Linked DNA regions of Mus musculus: region 1 is linked to region 2. Evidence: chromatin contacts called from public Hi-C data. All regions are on one chromosome and are shown on one strand. Each heading gives the region's core, a stretch centred on a gene start, on an enhancer-like site or on the middle of the called end of the contact. The rest is flanking DNA. Distances are from core to core; before and after follow the strand shown. Region 1 has its middle 120 kb from the start of Spef2. Region 2 overlaps Spef2 (sperm flagellar 2).

The links. A called contact is a pair of places that touch in the nucleus more often than the background predicts.
Region 1: a contact with region 2 is called in a Hi-C map of bone marrow-derived macrophages, with 3 times the contacts expected there. The contact joins two enhancer-like sites. A contact is called at or near these places in 1 of 484 Hi-C or Micro-C datasets (bone marrow-derived macrophages) and 2 of 115 datasets of contacts at active chromatin or transcription factors (CD8 T cells and large pre-B cells).

What each region holds. Positions count from the first base shown.
Region 1 is chr15:9,861,930-9,866,320 of GRCm38.p6, forward strand. No RefSeq gene overlaps it. Among named protein-coding and RNA genes, the nearest start is that of Spef2, 120 kb to the left of the region's middle. Within about 2 kb of position 3,017, at least 33 of the 459 cell types and tissues checked have an H3K27ac peak or open chromatin away from gene starts, as enhancers often do. A contact at or near this core is called in bone marrow-derived macrophages, where this site is marked.
Region 2 is chr15:9,626,504-9,630,364 of GRCm38.p6, forward strand. The region is part of intron 25 of Spef2 (sperm flagellar 2); the gene reads right to left. Among named protein-coding and RNA genes, the nearest start is that of Il7r, 99 kb to the left of the region's middle. Within about 2 kb of position 2,153, at least 3 of the 459 cell types and tissues checked have an H3K27ac peak or open chromatin away from gene starts, as enhancers often do. A contact at or near this core is called in bone marrow-derived macrophages, where this site is marked.

The DNA of each region.
Region 1 (4,391 bases), core at 1,767-4,266, 240 kb after region 2:
TGGAGTTGGAAGGCAGTTAGAAAAGGGAACCAAGCAACCATCCAGCTGTGGTATGAAATGTAAACATTGCCAGTCACCTCCACCCTTGACAACACACATCTGGACCTGACTGACCTAAACCTGATCTTTTCCTCATGGCTGAGACTCACGATGCATATCAAGAGGTTATCAGGATCCTGTTTTATGGAGTCTCTTGTTGTGTTTATACATTCTTTCTTTTTAATTACTTAACTTCTAGTCACGTAGCCCACGTTCCTTCATAACATGTAAATTCCCACATTGGCCTTCATCAGAAATGGATTCAGTTCTCTGAACTTACACTTAAATGGCAATTCCTAAAATTCTCTGAAATAATATTCTTCCTATCTTCACAGTTTCTGAGTTCACTTGTTATTATTATTCTAAACCAAGGTTCTATAACTGTGGAAGAAAATTAAAAGGGTCGATCCCATTCTCATCAGTTCTGTGTCAGCTGGGGTCAGGAAAAAATCAAAAGATCATGTGACAACTCTTGCTTTCAAGGGACAATATGAAGATACGGTAAACTTTCAAGTGATGTCCATGGGAATCATGTTCCAACAGTCTCACTACTCATTTTCACCATAGTGTTGTCTTCTCTGTATCAACCTTGGTTTGTGTGACCAAAATAACAGGACAGGAGTAAAGGTGCATCAGCTGTGAGATTCAATGAAGTAAGTGCTCTGTGGCTTCATTGTCCTGACACACATCAGACACACACACACACACACACACACACACACACCACACCACACTACACCACACCACACCATACACCCTTTTCCAATTCACTAGTTCCATCTTGGAAGGCACCCTAGGAAGATGCTCAGAGGAACAATAACTAGGCAACACCTAATGAGGAATAGAGAACTTCGCTCCACAAAAGACCTTAAAAAAACAAACAAACAAACAAACAAACAAACAAACAAACCAAAAACCAAAACTCTGCAGACCACATAAATCTTCAAAGTCCTTCATTCATTTCAAGCTACTCTTTAGACTGCCATACCTTATTATTCTCTGGCTTAGAACAAGCAGCTGTCAAAGGTCTGGTAATAAAAGTATATTGTTTTGAGCTTGACGTTTGGTAGCAACATGTTACGTGTGAATATGTAGTGACTCCATTACTCCTCACACTAATATTTCTGTCACACATGAGGAAGTAGAATACAAGTGCTACCTCAGAGGGCAAAACAGCAGAGAGAAAGATTGCCAATAGAGATGTGCATAAAACATGCTTGGGCATAGAATTTCTCTCCCCAGGGAGATCTCTGATGATACTGTGTCATGTATATTATAGTAAGCATTACCGCCTCTGTAATTAAATGTCTTCTGAATCATAACTTATAGAAGGTAAACAAATAATTTGATAAATAAAATGAATGTAAAATCTCAAGCACAATTGAGGCTGCTCATAATCACAATGGTAGCAGGAAAAGGGCGAAAGAAGCTAAGAAAATAAGGTGAATCAATTAAAATAGCAAAATGGGAACGTTACTATTTTAATATGCTGATATTTAGTTATACAAAGTAAAAATATTTTATCTTATTATTCATTATTTTTTGAATGAAGTAGGTAACCTTACAACAATTATCAAATAATATTGTGCAATTGTTTTAGAAAATGATCTTATTGCTGTTTATTATTTAAGCTGTATTTTCATCCAAACAGATTGATATTTCATATTTGTAATGAAAAAGCTTAATATATAGTTAACATACATAGCTAAAATAAATACCACTTTCTTAATAAAAAAATAATAATACAACTCATTAATTTTTCTTTGAAATTTCAACACTTCTCTTTTGTGGAAAAAGAATATTATTCCATTCTTTGCAAGAATGTCTTTACCAATCCTCTGAGAACTTCATTCAGAAGACCTTGGTCATATTTACCTCCTCTCCCAAATCCTTCCAGACCTATTTCTATCTCTCTATCTTCATTCATTTGCTTTGCTTTGCTTTGCTTTGCTTTGCTTTGCTTTGCTTTGCTTTGCTTTGCTTTGCTTTGCTTTGCTTTGCTTTGCTTTGCTTTGCTTTGCTTTGCATGTACCCATTGACTACGATTTGTGCTATCTGGATGCTCCTGACTGTGGAACCATGCACTAGGATGCAGATGGCCCACCAAGGATGTGACTCTGAGGCTTCCAGACCCATCACTGATCAGTTTCAGTAATTAGCCTTCACCATTTCCACAGTCCTATTTTTCTGTTTAACATGCATGTGCTTCATGAAAAATTGGCTTCAGGCTGTATTTATTTCTAACCCCAGACCACAGAACACATTGGCATGGTTTAAAACATCTTCCTAATAATTAAAGTATTTGAAAAACCATAAAATCCATAACAATCATGCTATTTTGTTAAGACTGTATTTGTTTTTTTTTTTTAATTTTTATTCTTTAGAAGGCCTCTATTTGAACTATGTATTTTTAGCTGTGTATTTTGGGTGGTTTACTGTTTTCAGTAATTCAGCTAATCTTTAACATAGCTTTGCAGAAAGTTACACAATTCCTAGAGATTTCCTTCAGCTTGCTCTCATTTTGTTTGTTGTGATGTAACAACAGTTCTTCTGGGATTCTGCTCACTATCCCCCACCCCACCCCCCAGCCAAGCTCAGAGCATCATATTGTTGGCAGCCCCTCTCACACAACTAAGCCTTACAGTTTACTGTCTACAGTGCTCAGGATTCTGTCATTTCACTCATCTGTCTGAGCATTTGACCCTGTTCAGATTTGGGCACTATACTATGCAATACAAATCTCTTCCCCTGTGTAATCTTGCCCTGTGGAAGGAGCACAGTCAAAGATTTGTGTAAATTAAGGTACTTTAGAAAAGCAGAACTGGTAGAATACATAGCTATAAATCTACATCTGCAAGTAGGTCAGTGTGTAATGGATGTGAGTATCTGTCTGTATTTACATATATACACAGAAATGTAGTACACAATAGCCAGCAAATGAAACAGAGATTGACCACAGATGACACACTGGGTTATGGAGCAACCATGCTGACTGCTATGTGCAGGATCGGAAAGCAGAACATCTCATGGGATTAGAGTTTGCCAAGACTTTGGGCCTGAGAATCAGGAAATGTGTTGAAATAAATCCCAACTTGAGGCTTGAAGATGATGAAATACAGTTTCCAGCTCAAGCAGTGTTGCAGATAAACCAAGAATGTGGAGGAATGTGTGAATGCCTCCCTCTCCCAATGTTTGTTCAACAGGTTAGATGACATTCCCCCCAAAATGGGGATATTAGTGTATTTTACTGAGACCACAATTCTAACACTGATTTTATGAGGAAACACTTCCAAATAAATAAATAATATCAAATCTGGACACCCACGCTTAGTTAAGTTGATGCATAAAATTATCTGCAGGGCTTGACTAACTAATATTAAAAACAATAAAAACCAGTAGACAGCAAAAATGCTCTTTCATTTAACATTTCAATGATGTGAATATTCAAAAACAGAGACTGCTCCTGGGTTCCTGACAGTTACAAGGCTGGAGGCAGCAGGGGCAGGGTGGGTGATGAGACCAAGACAGAGACTGAGACAGAGACTCAGAGACTGAGACTGAGACAGAGAGAGAGAGATTGGGATTTAACTGGGTTTAAATGAAACCATTAGAGACAGTTCCAAGCTCACTCCCAGAATGCTGGGTCCAGTAAGTCTTGAGAAGGATTCAAGAATCTTGACTATGCAAGACTCCTAGAAATCAGGTTTGGCCCCACACTTTGAAAAGGGTATTGGAATGGATGTTAGAATAAGATCATACGGGTTCACTGTGTCTGTGCTCATGGCATTAAAACCAGAAAAAAAAAAGAGAGAGATGAATTTAGTGAATGCCATGAGAGGGAAAATCACCACCGCCCTTCTCATTTCTCTGTAAAGTTCTTTACAGGTGATGCAATTAAAGAAACGACTGGCATAGTTCAAGAAAAAATTATGAAACTTTCTAGTGTGAAAAGTTTAAGGCAAGTAGCTATATTTGATTTAACATATGAAAATACAACAAACAAGCGAACACATGAAATCTAGAATGGAGCCTCAAAAGGAAATAGGCCTCTTAGTCAGGTAGATGAATTTGAGAAAATAAACATGATAGAGGCTGCTTTAAAATCACTATGGGTTATTTGTTCTGGTGATTCTTCTGAATTGAATAAAAAGTTTAGAAACATATGAAAAAATGTCATCTAATCTGGAAAGATATGTGAGCTAGGCCTTTGCTTATGGAACAGTGATTCTCACCATTACCTTTGTAGTACAGTGATTTAAAACTGTTCTAGACACTGAGAAGTGCTTATTAACTACTAGGTTTTAACTGCTTAAACTATGGTTATAGATTGATGTAAAGCTTTTCTGGTTGTC
Region 2 (3,861 bases), core at 903-3,402:
TGAAACGCATTCAAGACAGCCACTGTCACTTGGTATCCGGACATGCAAAATGGAACTAATACAAATCGGACTGGAGCTGGTAAACAGGGGTGATGACATTGTAATTGGAGTCATCCTCTGATGACAAAAATATACAAAGGGCCTTAAGTGTAGAGAAGGAATTGAGAAAAAGAAAAAAAAAAGAGTAACTCTAAAGATGACTTGATTGATGTTTTAAACAGAGAGTGAAAATCAGCAGCCAGAATAGTATTTGTTTTTATAGAGTGAGGAAGCAGGAGTCTGGAACAGTGGTTTAGAAAGATGATTGTGAACTCCAGAGAACAACTAGCTTGTTTTTGCTTGGAAGCATCAAATAAGATTTCTTGAACTTAACAGACTGATTTTCACAATGTGTGAAAGTTTGAATGAGACTTCTCAATATAGGTTCATATAATCAAATGTGTAATCCTCAGTTGGTGAACTGTTTGAGAAGGATTAGGAGTTTGGGATACGGTTGTTGGAGTATTTATGGCTTGGTTGTAGGAGGTGTGCCACTGGAGGTGGGCTTTGAGGTTTCAAAAAAACACATGTCAAGCCTGGTTGTTTCATCTGCTTGTTTTCTGCAGATCAGGGTATAAATCAGCTACTTCTTCCAACACCATGCCAGGCTGCTTCCTACGAGGATAGTCATGGACTAACCCTCTAAAACTGTAATGAAGCCCCCAATTTAATGCTTTCCTTTTATGCTTTGGTCATTCATGGTATATTCTCAGAGAAGTAGAATAGTATCTATAACCTAGTACTTGGAACTCTTATGATCTACAATAACTCTAACTGTAATGCATTGAAAATACATTCACTCATTGAATTGTATTTTAGTAACAAATTACTGCTAACTCAAAGCCATTCAAGTTCCAATAAGACCATATATGTGATCATCTCCAGACATTTTACATAGCATAACACTTTGATGTGTGAGACAGTAGCCATGGCCTATCATCTAGAAAAAGATTTTGAATTTATGACCCACTGATGTTCAAGCAGAATCATCTATCTGTATGGCCATGGGTTTTGAATTATTCACTTGGAAGAGCTCAGAGGCTTACTGCTTGTCAAAGAGTCTAAGAGAATGACTGTCCCTCCTCCATAATCTATCAATTGCCAATTGCTCAGCAAAAAAGGTAAGGCGATATGAGCTCGTCCCCTACCCATGACTGGGTGTCGACAGGCCTTGTCTTGTTCAGACATAGTACAGGCAAATGCAGCTCCTGTGGGCTTGTGTTTGCAATGGTACATCATGTCCTGATGGTAGCATTTTGTACCTTCTTTATCTCCTGTCTCTTTCATTCTTTCCTCTCAGTCCTTCTGTAGTATTCCCTGGGACTTGGATGGTGTGGTAGAAATGTCATGTTTAGGGTTGAGTGCTCACGTATTGGAAGTACTTTGAGCATCAGTGAGTCTCTTCCTCACGGGCAGGAGGGAGGGATGACTACTGTGTGAGGGAGCTGAGAGATGGATAGTGATAGTAATCAGAGCATGTAACACTGCCTAAAACCAAATTTAATCAATAAAACAGAAAAGGGATGTGCGAACAAGAATGAACGTGGACACATAGTAGCTCTCTATTAAAATTGTAGGTAGTTGTTCATGAGTAAGGGCTTAGAATTCATTTCTTGGGGAAAAAATCACTGTAGTACTGGTAGTTCTGTCACTATCTTGAGATATGAAATTAGTAATGGTACTTGAATTTCTGAGCCTCACTTGTTGGAAAAATACGAAGACATTATTGCGGTTGACATCATGACTAATCCTTTATCAACAAACACAACTGTTACTATGAAAATATGATATTGCTACCATTATTGTTATTTTAGGGTTGTTGGGTGGAATGAGGTAGAAAAAGTATGTGCAACTGCTTAACACTTTCCCTGTTCCTTTCTACATATTATGTATGGAGTGTGATTGCTTAGGTGGTGGGCTGGTTGGTGTCCTGACTGACTGACTATCCCAGAAGTTTTGTCAAAGCAGTGATTTGAGGTTAAGATCAGGAAAAAGTTCCTGTGAATAAAAAAAGAAAAAAGAGAAAAGAAAAAAGAACTGCCTGTTCTTCTATGGGCTTATTGTACAAGCCAGCATTAATAGCTTCCCCATTATGCCTGGTTTGCTTTTATGTACTAAGAACAGAATGCACTGCCACTCCAGACACTGAACTCAGTCTCTCTGGGTGATTCTAATGGTTCCTACTGCCACTGGTCTTCACTATTGGTTTTGATTTCAAAGTATTTTTTAGCAGCTTGCCCAATGCTATTAACTTGGGACAGGAAGAGGGTGCACGCTCACCTTCTGTGTATACAGATTATATATGTGTCTGACAGAAATATGATAATATTAGATGGAAGGATATAAGCATGGAGAAATGGACTTTAGGTCATTGCATAACCTAATGCAGTAATGACTTCTTAAGTTATTTTTGGAACAAGTGAGGGGAAAACAAAAAAATGGAGAATATGCAATACTCACAATTAAAATATTGTATATATGTAAGAGTGGGCCATTGTATATTATCCAATAACAAAAGAAGCCATCCTTTGTTGAGAGTTTGGGGACTAGATTTTTAAGTGTTCCAATTTCCAGACATGGTCCCATATACCTTGTTGATTCTATTTTCTGTGATTCTCACATGGACCCCACTTTTACTACAATGGAAATTGAGGCTTACATTGAGTTGCAGTGGCTTGACAGACAAGCAAGTTCTTATCCTACTTAGAGAGTCAGTAAGAGTTAGTCAGTGACAGATTCAGTATTTAAACTAGACCTATCTGGTTTCAAAATAAATTCATCATGCTATATTGTGTTTATACAACTCTTACACTTATGTTGACTGAGCAAGGTTCTAGGCAAAGGTCCTTTCATTAAATATAAAATACATAGCTCATATCCTGGAGATTCAGACATAGCATTCAGTGTCTACATATTGCTTTAGGAATCTAACTTCTGCTAGTACCTTCACCTTGATGCTGAACATTTTCTCTTTTCTCATTCCGTGCTGAGTGATCACCGGGAAATACTATTTTAATTTTTATTATTTTAAAATTTACTTCCAAATAACACATTTACTCCTAAATGATTTTGAATTTTGTTTTCAAGTGTGTTGTCTTAAGTCACATAAATAAAGTTAAACCAGATCTTAGTGTTTAATCGCTGGAAAACACACCATGGGGACCACTATCACTTCCCTTGCCCACCCTTTGTGATGCCATCTTCTCTATCTTCTCCAGTCTCTCAGAGTCTGAGTTATTGTCCTCCCTCCTCTGACCTCAGATGACTTATATGGCTAAAAATGTAATTGGTCTTTATCCTACAAAAAGTTCCCCTTTCTGTTGGCACCAATCTGATGTTAAGTGGTTGATATCTTTCAGTTTCCTGAGTCATGATCATATACTGCTGATCTTTTACTATTTCTCAGTTTCCTTGACTGTAAAAGAAGAATGGCAATCCTATCTATTTCTGTTTACATAATTCTCTCTCTCTCTCTCTCTCATTCTCTCTTGCTCTCTCCTTCCCTCCCTCCTTCTCTCTCTCTCTCTCTCTCTCTCTCTCTCTCTCTCTCTCTCTCTCTCACACACACACACACACACACACACACAAATAAACAATCAGGTTCTCTCATTTACATTCCTAATCCCTTACTAGAGATTTTTGGAGCTAACTGTATTTCTCAATACAAAGCTGATACCCAGAGGAGAATCTTGTGAAAAGTGACATAAAACAAACTATACCTTTATAACCAAAGAGTAAATATTAACTACTAACAAGATAAACAATCATATTACCTCAAGTTAATGTCACAGCAAAGTCTTTAGAAAAAGTTCGGTGTTTTAG